2 separate regions of the Zea mays genome follow, and region 2 is linked to region 1. The links are chromatin contacts, called in public Hi-C maps. All regions are on one chromosome and are shown on one strand. Each heading gives the region's core, a stretch centred on a gene start, on an enhancer-like site or on the middle of the called end of the contact. The rest is flanking DNA. Distances are from core to core; before and after follow the strand shown. Region 1 holds the start of LOC100275352. Region 2 has its middle 5.2 kb from the start of MIR171n.

Region 1 (4,765 bases), core at 1,276-3,775:
AAAGGGAAAGGCACAAGAATTGCCCTTCCAATATATTAGACGAAAAGAGTAAACATTGTACAAATACTGGCATCAAAGCTGGCGCCACCACAAAAAACAACTAGCCAAGCAAGACCTAGCTATGACACTGGCACCAGAAAAGGGGGGAAAAAACTAACCCCCTGCCCAGACCCCCGGACACTACTAGCAGGCCATACCTCTACTCACAAAATCTTTCACCATCTGCACAACTTGCTCTGTCGTTCTCTGTTGACCCTTGAAGATTCTGTTGTTTCTCTCCACCCATAAGCTCCACCAGAAATAAATTAGAAGACCATCGAAACTTTTTCTTGAATGCTTGCTACAGAGCATCCTCAGTCTATACCACCATTCACTAAGCGTTCCCGTCTTTGAAATACCGAAAAGGAACCGCAGCTCAGCCCAAGACAAAATCATGCTCCACACTTCCACAGCGAAGGGGCAATCCTTACAAAGATGAGTCACTGTCTCCAGAGACAAAGAACAAAGAGAACAATTATGATTACAGGGCCATCCCCTTTTTTGCAAATTGTCAGCAGTTAAGATTTTGTTGTGCAACAAAGTCCAAGCAAAGAAACGACACTTTGGTTCAGTTTTTGCTTTCCAAATGGGATTGATTTTAATTTTACAGAAGTTTGTTGCGAATTGAATTTTGTAGGCACTACTTGAACTGTAGTTCCCATCTGCCGACCATCTCCAAAAAATGGTGTCATCGAGATCATTGAGGTTGTGTGTGCTGCTGATTGAAAGCCAAAGTGAGACAAATTCTCTCACTTCCTCCTCCCGAGTGAACGGCGCGCAGAAACGAATCCAGTAATTATTTCGAAGAGCCTTGAACACCGTGATGTTTTTCCTTCTTGCTTTCTTGTATAGATTTGGTGCCATATTCTTTGGAGCCTGCCCTTCAATCCAACTGGAACCCCAAAAATCCGCCATCTTCCCATTACCAATAGTCACAATTGTTGAAGCATTGAAAAGATCTACATCCACCTTGTCGCATGGTAATGGCATGCCAGCCCATGCCTTTTCTTTAACCGTCCACCGTAGCCACAACCATCTTAGTCTTAGCGCTCTTGCAAAACACTCCAGGTCTAGAATTCCTAGACCCCTCTATTCTTTGGCAGACAAGTTGTGGCCCAGTTAATCAAGCAATGACCCCCACTGCAAAATTCTGGACTATTCCCTTTCCAAAGAAAAGTTGTCATAAGTTAACATAGGACTTAAGCTCTAATTTTGGTTGCGCTTATCTGCTGGGAGTTGGTGTAATCTTCGGTAAAACTTTGCAAAAAAAAAAAAGACCCCGGAACCTTAGAAAGAACAGCATGAAAGGCCACGCACGCAGGTACGAGTACGATACGATAGGACGTACGAATGCCTAGGTCAAAGCACGCGAGGATTTGGTCAAAATCGTTCTGTGGCGTGCTGCGCCAGCTCGTCGACTACTGAAGTACTTACTGATCTCTGACCCGTTGCCCAACCGTTGGGTCTTCTTTCCAACTCTTGGGGTGACCATAAAGTCCTCACCGACGTTACGTTACGTTACCTTGGAATGTGGAGTTCCGTATGGTGGTGCTGCATCTCAAATCCGTACGCCACTACTATAGTTGAGTTGCATTGAGCATATGAGTAAGAAATGATTAAGCTTATGTACATGGGTTCAGTTTCATACAATACAACGTATATATTTACTTTTCATATTACATTGCAATAATTCTACCAGCTACTGTATTACTTTGCCATGCATGCATAAGACAGCACTACCGAAACCTTAGTAAAGAACAAAAAGAAGAGCCCGTCGTGCCGAACTGCCGACGATCGACATTAATCTAAAGCCTACTAGCTCCCTCCCGTGTGTTCTGAAATCTGAAACCAGCACACAGGGTGACAGGGTGACAGGGATCGCCGGCCCTGTCACTTACTCCGGGCCGGCCGGCCGGCGTGTACGGGATGGCGCGCCTAGTGGCCGTCGCCGGGGCTCGGGCCGGAGTTCTTGATCCCGCCGAGCATGTCGACGCTCATCAACCTGTGGCCTGCTGCAGCACCGCCGTCCTGCTCCGCGGCCCTGACCACCACCACCGTCTGGATGTAACCCACCGGCGGCGACTCCTCCACCGTATGCTGCTGCGCACCACCATCATCGCCCTCTGACGATACCTTCAGCGGCCTGCTGGCACTCGAGACGGTCGCCGCGAGCAACAGGCACGTCGTCAAGAGCAGAAGGCCGACGACGACTCCAGCCGCCGGCGCCCGCGCGCTGCCGATGATGATGAGCTTGGTCGCCATTCTGCTGGCCGTGGCGCGCGCGCAGTCTCGACCGACCAGTCGTCGTCGAGGAACGCTACGCTACGTACCCGTCTCTCTCTGCGCTAGCTGCACTCTGACGACACTGCTAGCAGGAGCCTAGCTAGCACTAGCACACACACTGACACACGTGCGTGTTTATGTTGCCAGGTAGCTAGGTAGTGCAGACAATCGACGACTATGTATATATGCGCCTGGTTTGCACCCACCCCGAGCCGTGGCGTTCTCGGGGTTTATATAGCCACAGCTCAGTAGCGTAGAGAGGGTCCTTGGGCTCCTGCCGGCCACCATTGACCGAACGCCCGGCCGGTCACCGGTGGCGTCGTTGGAAACCGGCAGTAGACCAGCAGCCCGCCGGGCCGGTGATCTCATCTGATGACCGGCGGCAGAGGAGGGAGCTAGCTAGCTAGGAAGGGAAGCGTCGTGGAAACGACACACGGGGGCGGCGTGTGTGTACGAGCGGTCGCCGTGCCCGCGCAGGCGGCACGCACTCGCTCTACCCGCCAGGTGAGGTGGGCCGCGCGGTTGGAAGCTCGCGCGTGGAAGTTAGAACCGCGATGGAGAAATTCCGCGCTCCCGAGAGTGGAGGACGACGCGGACGTGACATGCAGCGCAGACAGACAGAGAGAGGTTGACGAACTCGGTCGATCAGTTTGTTTGGTCGTGGGTTGTGGCGTGGACTGCTGGGTCACTATTATAGCTCACGTACCAGACCAGACACGGTGCCTCAGCATTCCATTTACCAAATTAGACATCTATCTACACGGCCGACGACAGCGACACCCGGCCGGCTGTTGGTCTTCTTCCTCCGTAGCAAATGTTACAAAATAACACGTTACAAGATATGGTGACCAATTCAATGGGCTCGACGAACTCATCTCTAAGGAACACACCTCTTAGGGATGACTCCTGTCACTTATATATATATATATATATATATATATATATATATATATATATATATATATATATATATATATATATATATATATATATATATATATATATATATATATATATATATATCAGGATGTTCCCTGCAATAAACATAACTGTCATTATCTCTGTCACTTCTTACTCTCGTTACCACTGAACTCTAATATGTTATTAGCACGAGCTCGCGAGAACAGAGGGAGAAGTAGAATAACACTCACTGTTTATGACAAGAACGGAGGCAGCGGCCTCCAAATCGATAGGAGAGATGCATAATGATGTCAACTCGACTGGGGAGGAATTATGCTTTGTGGACAGTTGTACCACAAACTCTATATTTAGGGAGATCAAATACTTTCAGACTCTTAAAAAGAGAGATGAAAAAGTTTTGACCATCGCTGGACACGATGCGGTGATAGTTGGCTCTGGACGAGCAACTATTACCCTCCCCATGGGTACTGGAATTGTTATCGATGATGCATTATTGTATCCTGATTACACTTGTACCCTCCTAAGTTTTAGAGATATCCTGTAGAATGGATTTCATATTGAAACCCATGATGAAAATCAAGAATAGTTTTTTCTTCTGGACCAAGCCGAACAAATATGGCAAACACATATGCGAGAAAATTCCATTATTCACGTCTCGGTTGTACTATATATACATTAAGTCCATTGCACATGTTGCATATAAGGTGATTTTCCAAAATGTTGATCCATTCCAGATTTGGCATGATTGACTTGGTCATCTAGGCATCGGGATGATGCAGAAAATCAGAGGCAATTCTATTGGTCATAATTTGCCTACAATTTTTTCCCCAAATCTAAAGATTTTATTTGCACTGCATGTGCAACTAGGAAAATGATTTTGAGACCATCACATCTCAAAATTAAAACTGAACCGCTTAAATTCCTTGAAAGAATTCAAGGCGATATTTGTGGGTCAATTATACCAACTTCTGGGCTGTTCAGGTACTTCATGGTATTGATTGACGCATCTACACGATGATCACATGTGTGTTTATTATCAACACACAACCATGCATTTGCCAAGATAATGTCTCAAACTATCAAGTTAACGACAAATTTTCCTAAACATCGGATTAATACAATCCGGATGGATAATGCTGCTGAATTTACATATTAGGCATTCAATGATTATTGTATGGCGCTGGGTATTCAAGTACAACACTTGGTACCTTATGTCCACACCCAGAATAGAATGGTTTGGCTGAGTCACTAATCAAGCGGACTAAACTCATCGCAAGACCATTATTAATGAATTGCAAATTGCCTTCGTCGTGTTGGGGTCATGCAGTTCTGCACACTGCCGACCTTATACAACTACGACCTACTGCATATCATTCTACTTCCCCAATACAAATGGTACGTGGAAATCCTCCAAGCATTTCCTATTTGCGTAAATTTGGATGTTGTGTATACATTCCAATCTCACCACCTCAGAGAACAACCATGGGCCTACACAGGAAAGTGGGGATCTATGTGGGATTTC
Region 2 (4,703 bases), core at 2,128-4,627, 230 kb after region 1:
ACAGGCATCGCGGCAATGGTGTTGGATCTGCGTGTTGGATGCGGTGCGAGGGCAGGGGAGGATGAGGCGAGGGCGAGGACGAGGGTATGGCAGCGCAGGGATGCGGGGCTAGGGTGAGCGCGTGATGGGGCGAGGGCGCGGGATGGCAGATCTACTCGATCTCAAGACTTGGCGGGCGCGGCGGGGTTGGAGATCGCACGACGGGCCGGGGGCACCGTGAGGCAGGGGAGCTTGGTGTGGACGACGCACTTGGAGGAGAGAGGCACGGGCGCGGGCGATATCCACGCGCGGGTGAGGACCAACCGGAGTCGGCGGTGGCGGCGAAACTTGCGCTTGCGGTGCTTGAGCGGTCGGCACCATGGGTTAGGGGTGGCGTTGAGGGGGCGAAGGCATGGCTGGGTGGGGGAGGCACTGCTCCTCATGGCACGAACACAACAGTGCCCATGGATGGAAGGGCGTGGTGGGGGAGGCCTTCCTCATTGCACGGATTGCGACGACCGCCATGGATGGAATGGGGCGGTGGGGAGGTGCAGATTGTGGGGGAAGGTGCGGTGGGGGAGGTGATTGAGAGCAGCATAGGCGTGGTGGGAGCTCATCTTTGCGATGAGGAGCAGCAGGAGAGGATTACACGGCAGAACTTGGCGCACGGGTGTGGACGCCTACGGTGAAGGCTTATAGAGTAGTAGAGATTTTACCACCTTTTAAAACCAAAACTAAAGGTAGTTTTATAACTAGTTTTCTAAATAGAATTCTTTTGAGGTTTTGTTTTCAAAATAGAAGAGAGCCAAAACATGGTTTCATCAAATCTTAGGAATTTAGTTTCACAAGACAAAACTAATGCAAGGGCATGAGCTCAATAGTTGTATCAAATATTTTTTTAAATGAGCAAATCACATCTTGAACTATTTACATTATTGACACCCTAATTAATTATTAATAATTTTACAAAGAAACATTAAATTGTTTATTTTATTTAGTGTTTTTACTCATAACCTCAAATAGAATTTTCGGACTGTGATAAACTATCCCACTTAACCTGAACCTTGTCCTGAGATTCGAAGATGCTAGAGATAAAGTAGAAAGATAAATCTAAAATCTTGGTCATCACACTTAATTTGTGACCTATAAGATATGATTAAAGGTTTGAGAATCGGTATAGAATAACAAGAAAGACAAAGTTTGATATTCAAGGTTGTTTCGAGGTTTATGAGATGACAAAATAATTAAGATCTAGCATATTTTGGAAAGAAATAGATCGATATTATGTTCTTCATATATTATAACTCGAGATAATTGAGATTGATGATTTGGTAGCAGACTCTACCCCACTTAATAACAAGCTACTTGCTTATCTTTGAAAACATCCATAAGAACAACTTCTGATCGAAACTGTCTTCAAGGGTTTCTTTAGAGATTACCACTTTAAACAACACACAACACCATCTATTCCCCTTTACAAGAATCTTGTCCTGAGATTCGAAGAGATTAGCAGGAGGGACAAAGGAAGCTTTTTTTAGAACTTCAATCTGCCTTCTATTTAAGAAGTGAGAAATGTGTCTGGGATGTGAGGGATGAAAGGGGTCTTTGTACATGCTTTATTCTATAGGTCGCAAAACCAAATGATACACAAACAACATGCTAAACAAACTGACAGAGTGGTACTCGCGCTTATCGGTCTCTTGCTTGCCCACAACTTGGGTCAATTGACGATGAAGTGGACAAGGTCGCCATATTTGAAGCAATCCTCCTTGCCTCCACCACACTGTTAGTTCATACGGTTGTTGTGAAACCACACAAATCAACTAGCAACAAACACCAATTCTTCACCTCCAAGAGACTCAACCTACTCCTCTAAGATATACAACAAAGAGGACAAAGTGAACATATAGCAGGTGAAGGCTTAAGCAAAGATGGATCACGACTTGAGACAAGTACCATGATGGGTGTGCTAGGATTCTCAATTTTAGCCCGAGTTTGGTGGTCAATCTCTATGGATTTGAGCTAGTTGAATAGCTCATCCATAGAAAGAGTCTCATAGTTTGGCGACTCTATGATAGCTGAGACCTTCACCTCCCAAACCTTTTGATCTAGGGTGTTAAGCAACTTGAGATATATCTCATGATTATAATAGGGTAGCTACCTTGTTTGTGCATCTTGTTCAAGATCATCTAGAAGCGTGAAACCATGAAAACAGTAGACTTCCTGAGAAAATAAACAAAGTTCTCGTACTCTCACTAGTACATCTCAAAGAGCTTGATCTTGATATGATTGTTACCCTCATTGAATTTCTCTAGGGTAGACAGATCTTGTGAGTAGTACCAAGATATCCAACTCGATCAAACTCAGAAAGCGAGAATGAGAACAAATCGTTATGGGCCTTGTTGTTTGCATCATGGTTCTTCACTTGGAAGGAAGTAGCTCTAATAGGAAGGACCATATAGGTGTTGTCTAGAGAGATCTCCCAAACCCTATAGCCAATACTCATGTGACCAGAGAAAGGTGAATGAACTAGAATAGATGAGGGCCATTTTTGTTGGCATGCATTGAAGTTATAAGTTATACTCCCTCTGTCTCTAAAAGAATGTCGTTTGACTTTTCTAACATTAGGTTTGACCTGCTCATTTTATTCAAAAAAATTCATAATTATCATTTATTTTCATTACGGTTTAGTTTATCATACCATTTACTTTAACAATAAACTAAAGTTTTCTATATTTTTACAAATATTTTGAATAAGACAAACTGATCAAAGTTGGCCTCAAGAAAGTCAAACGACATCCTTTGTGAGACGGAGGGAGTATAAAAATATGTCGTAATATGAAGTATATGCTCATGTTCATCGACTTTTGCTTCTTGTGTGTCACCACTCAAATAAACATATTCATCTTGTTTCGCCATATCAGGGTCGCATAAGTGTGGTCTGCACACAGCTAAAGATATTCTTGAAGTCGTCATACTTTAGACCAACCGATATATTCTAGCCTTGGCTTTGCTGGGCTCTAGTTTCTCTAGTTAATGAGATCTTTTTGGTAGAGTTGAAGGTATTTAGGAAAAGGTTTGACAAAATATGGATAGTTTTTTAGGGCATTATTGCATGGTTTTTGGAGGAGGGTTTAGCTTGAGAAGCCACTCGCCCCTCTTACTAGCTAGCAGTGTAAGCTGTTTTGGTGCTTTTTAGGTGAAGCCGTTTTCTTTTTAATCATTTGATAGAGCTTCACCAAAAGTCGATGATGGAGAAAAGCCCTATAAAATAGGGTCCTGCTTGAAAACAACTTGATGGAGAAAATGATATATGCTCCATACAACACTGGAAAGTAATCATGCATCGGGCCTGCAAACATCTTTTTCATTAATGATAACTCTTCCTATGTTCCTTGAATACGGAAGAAACAACCAGCACCAGAAAAAAATGATAAATAAGAATAAATAAGAAATAAGGGCACAACAGAGGCCAAGATTTACATTAAAAAGCAGGCACTCTTTTATTATAAAACAATTCAGAAAAAAATGCAATTATTGCAAGGTAATAGTCTTCATCATTATCTCCAGGAAGGTGACAGATAAATTCGACAAAAACGAGATAACGATATTTTAGATTAGCTGTTAGCACTAAAAAAATAAGTTGTTTTCCATCTTTTTAGTCCTGTAGAAAAAAACTAGAACACGACTCACACGAAACAAGTTATTATTATTATTTTTTTGCAAATCAAGTCAAGCATCTGCACAGATTGTAACTATATTTGATTCCAACATTTCATATTTTATGCAACATATTAATAATAAACCCCAACAAAAAGAAAACTAGTTACTGCTCCATTCGTTCTTTTTTTATTTATTGCGGTTTATTTCAAAAATAAACTAGTGGAGTACAAATATTTGAGAAGAGATGTAGTATTGTTGAAGGCCCTCTTAAGAATAGATCATTGTATGTCACTGCATGCACGCCGGAGCGAGACGGTATCCCTTCTCCAGTATAGTGGCATATATAAAGGAGAGTAAGCTAACACTCCATTAAATTAATATATATATAAATCCAAAAGAAAGACAAATAATAGTAAGCAAAGATTAACGGCAAAAAAACTTTATTCTTATTCCAGCAACATCGATAAAGCATCAATCTTGGTTTAATTCGAGTCAGGAGCACAAGAATCACAGGCGACACTTCCACTAATATTGATATCTCAGCTTACTGTGGCAATTGTTTTTATTTGTATCAATCAAGGGGCGGCATATGCAACTAGATAGTATACCAAAGTGTCCCATGCATATCTGTATTTCTATAATAAAGTTCATGAAATTGTGATATAGGTTTTGTCTAATATGGAAATCAATATAGATAATACCTAGTCGGTAATGCTAACATGTGTACAAAACATAAAGAATCTGTGCTGGTATATTACTTAGAAATTTGATGAACACAGGTTCAGTACTACTTCCTCCGTTCAAAATCAAAACACAGATATTTTGATGTGCATATGCTGGTATTTTCCCTATAAACTTCGTCAAAGTAAAATAAATTAATACCTCTTAAAACAATCTATATATAATTAATTGAAGGTAGTATTAATGAAACCATGGACGAAATGGCAAAAAATTCAACAACGAAAAACTCTTCCAAAGTAAAAAACTAAACCAAAAGAAACCCTATCTCGAAATTTTTGACAAGAGACGTATCTATCATATTTTGTGGATAGGTTAGAAGA

Evidence for each region. Hi-C and Micro-C count contacts between places; a contact is called where the count stands out from the background.
Region 2: a contact with region 1 is called in a Hi-C map of leaf, with 2.6 times the contacts expected there. The contact joins the enhancer-like site here to the promoter of LOC100275352 in region 1. A contact is called at or near these places in 3 of 25 Hi-C or Micro-C datasets (ear, leaf and tassel).

Annotation. Positions count from the first base shown.
Region 1 is chr9:101,742,741-101,747,505 of Zm-B73-REFERENCE-NAM-5.0, forward strand. It overlaps LOC100275352, which reads right to left and starts at 2,526. Exons shown (of 1, transcript NM_001149447.2): 1 at 1,615-2,526. The coding sequence starts at 2,301. The coding sequence ends at 1,975.
Region 2 is chr9:101,968,079-101,972,781 of Zm-B73-REFERENCE-NAM-5.0, forward strand. It overlaps the pseudogene LOC103640117. Among protein-coding and RNA genes, the nearest start is that of MIR171n, 5.2 kb to the right of the region's middle. Within about 2 kb of position 3,378, at least 1 of the 20 cell types and tissues checked has an H3K27ac peak or open chromatin away from gene starts, as enhancers often do. A contact at or near this core is called in leaf, where this site is marked.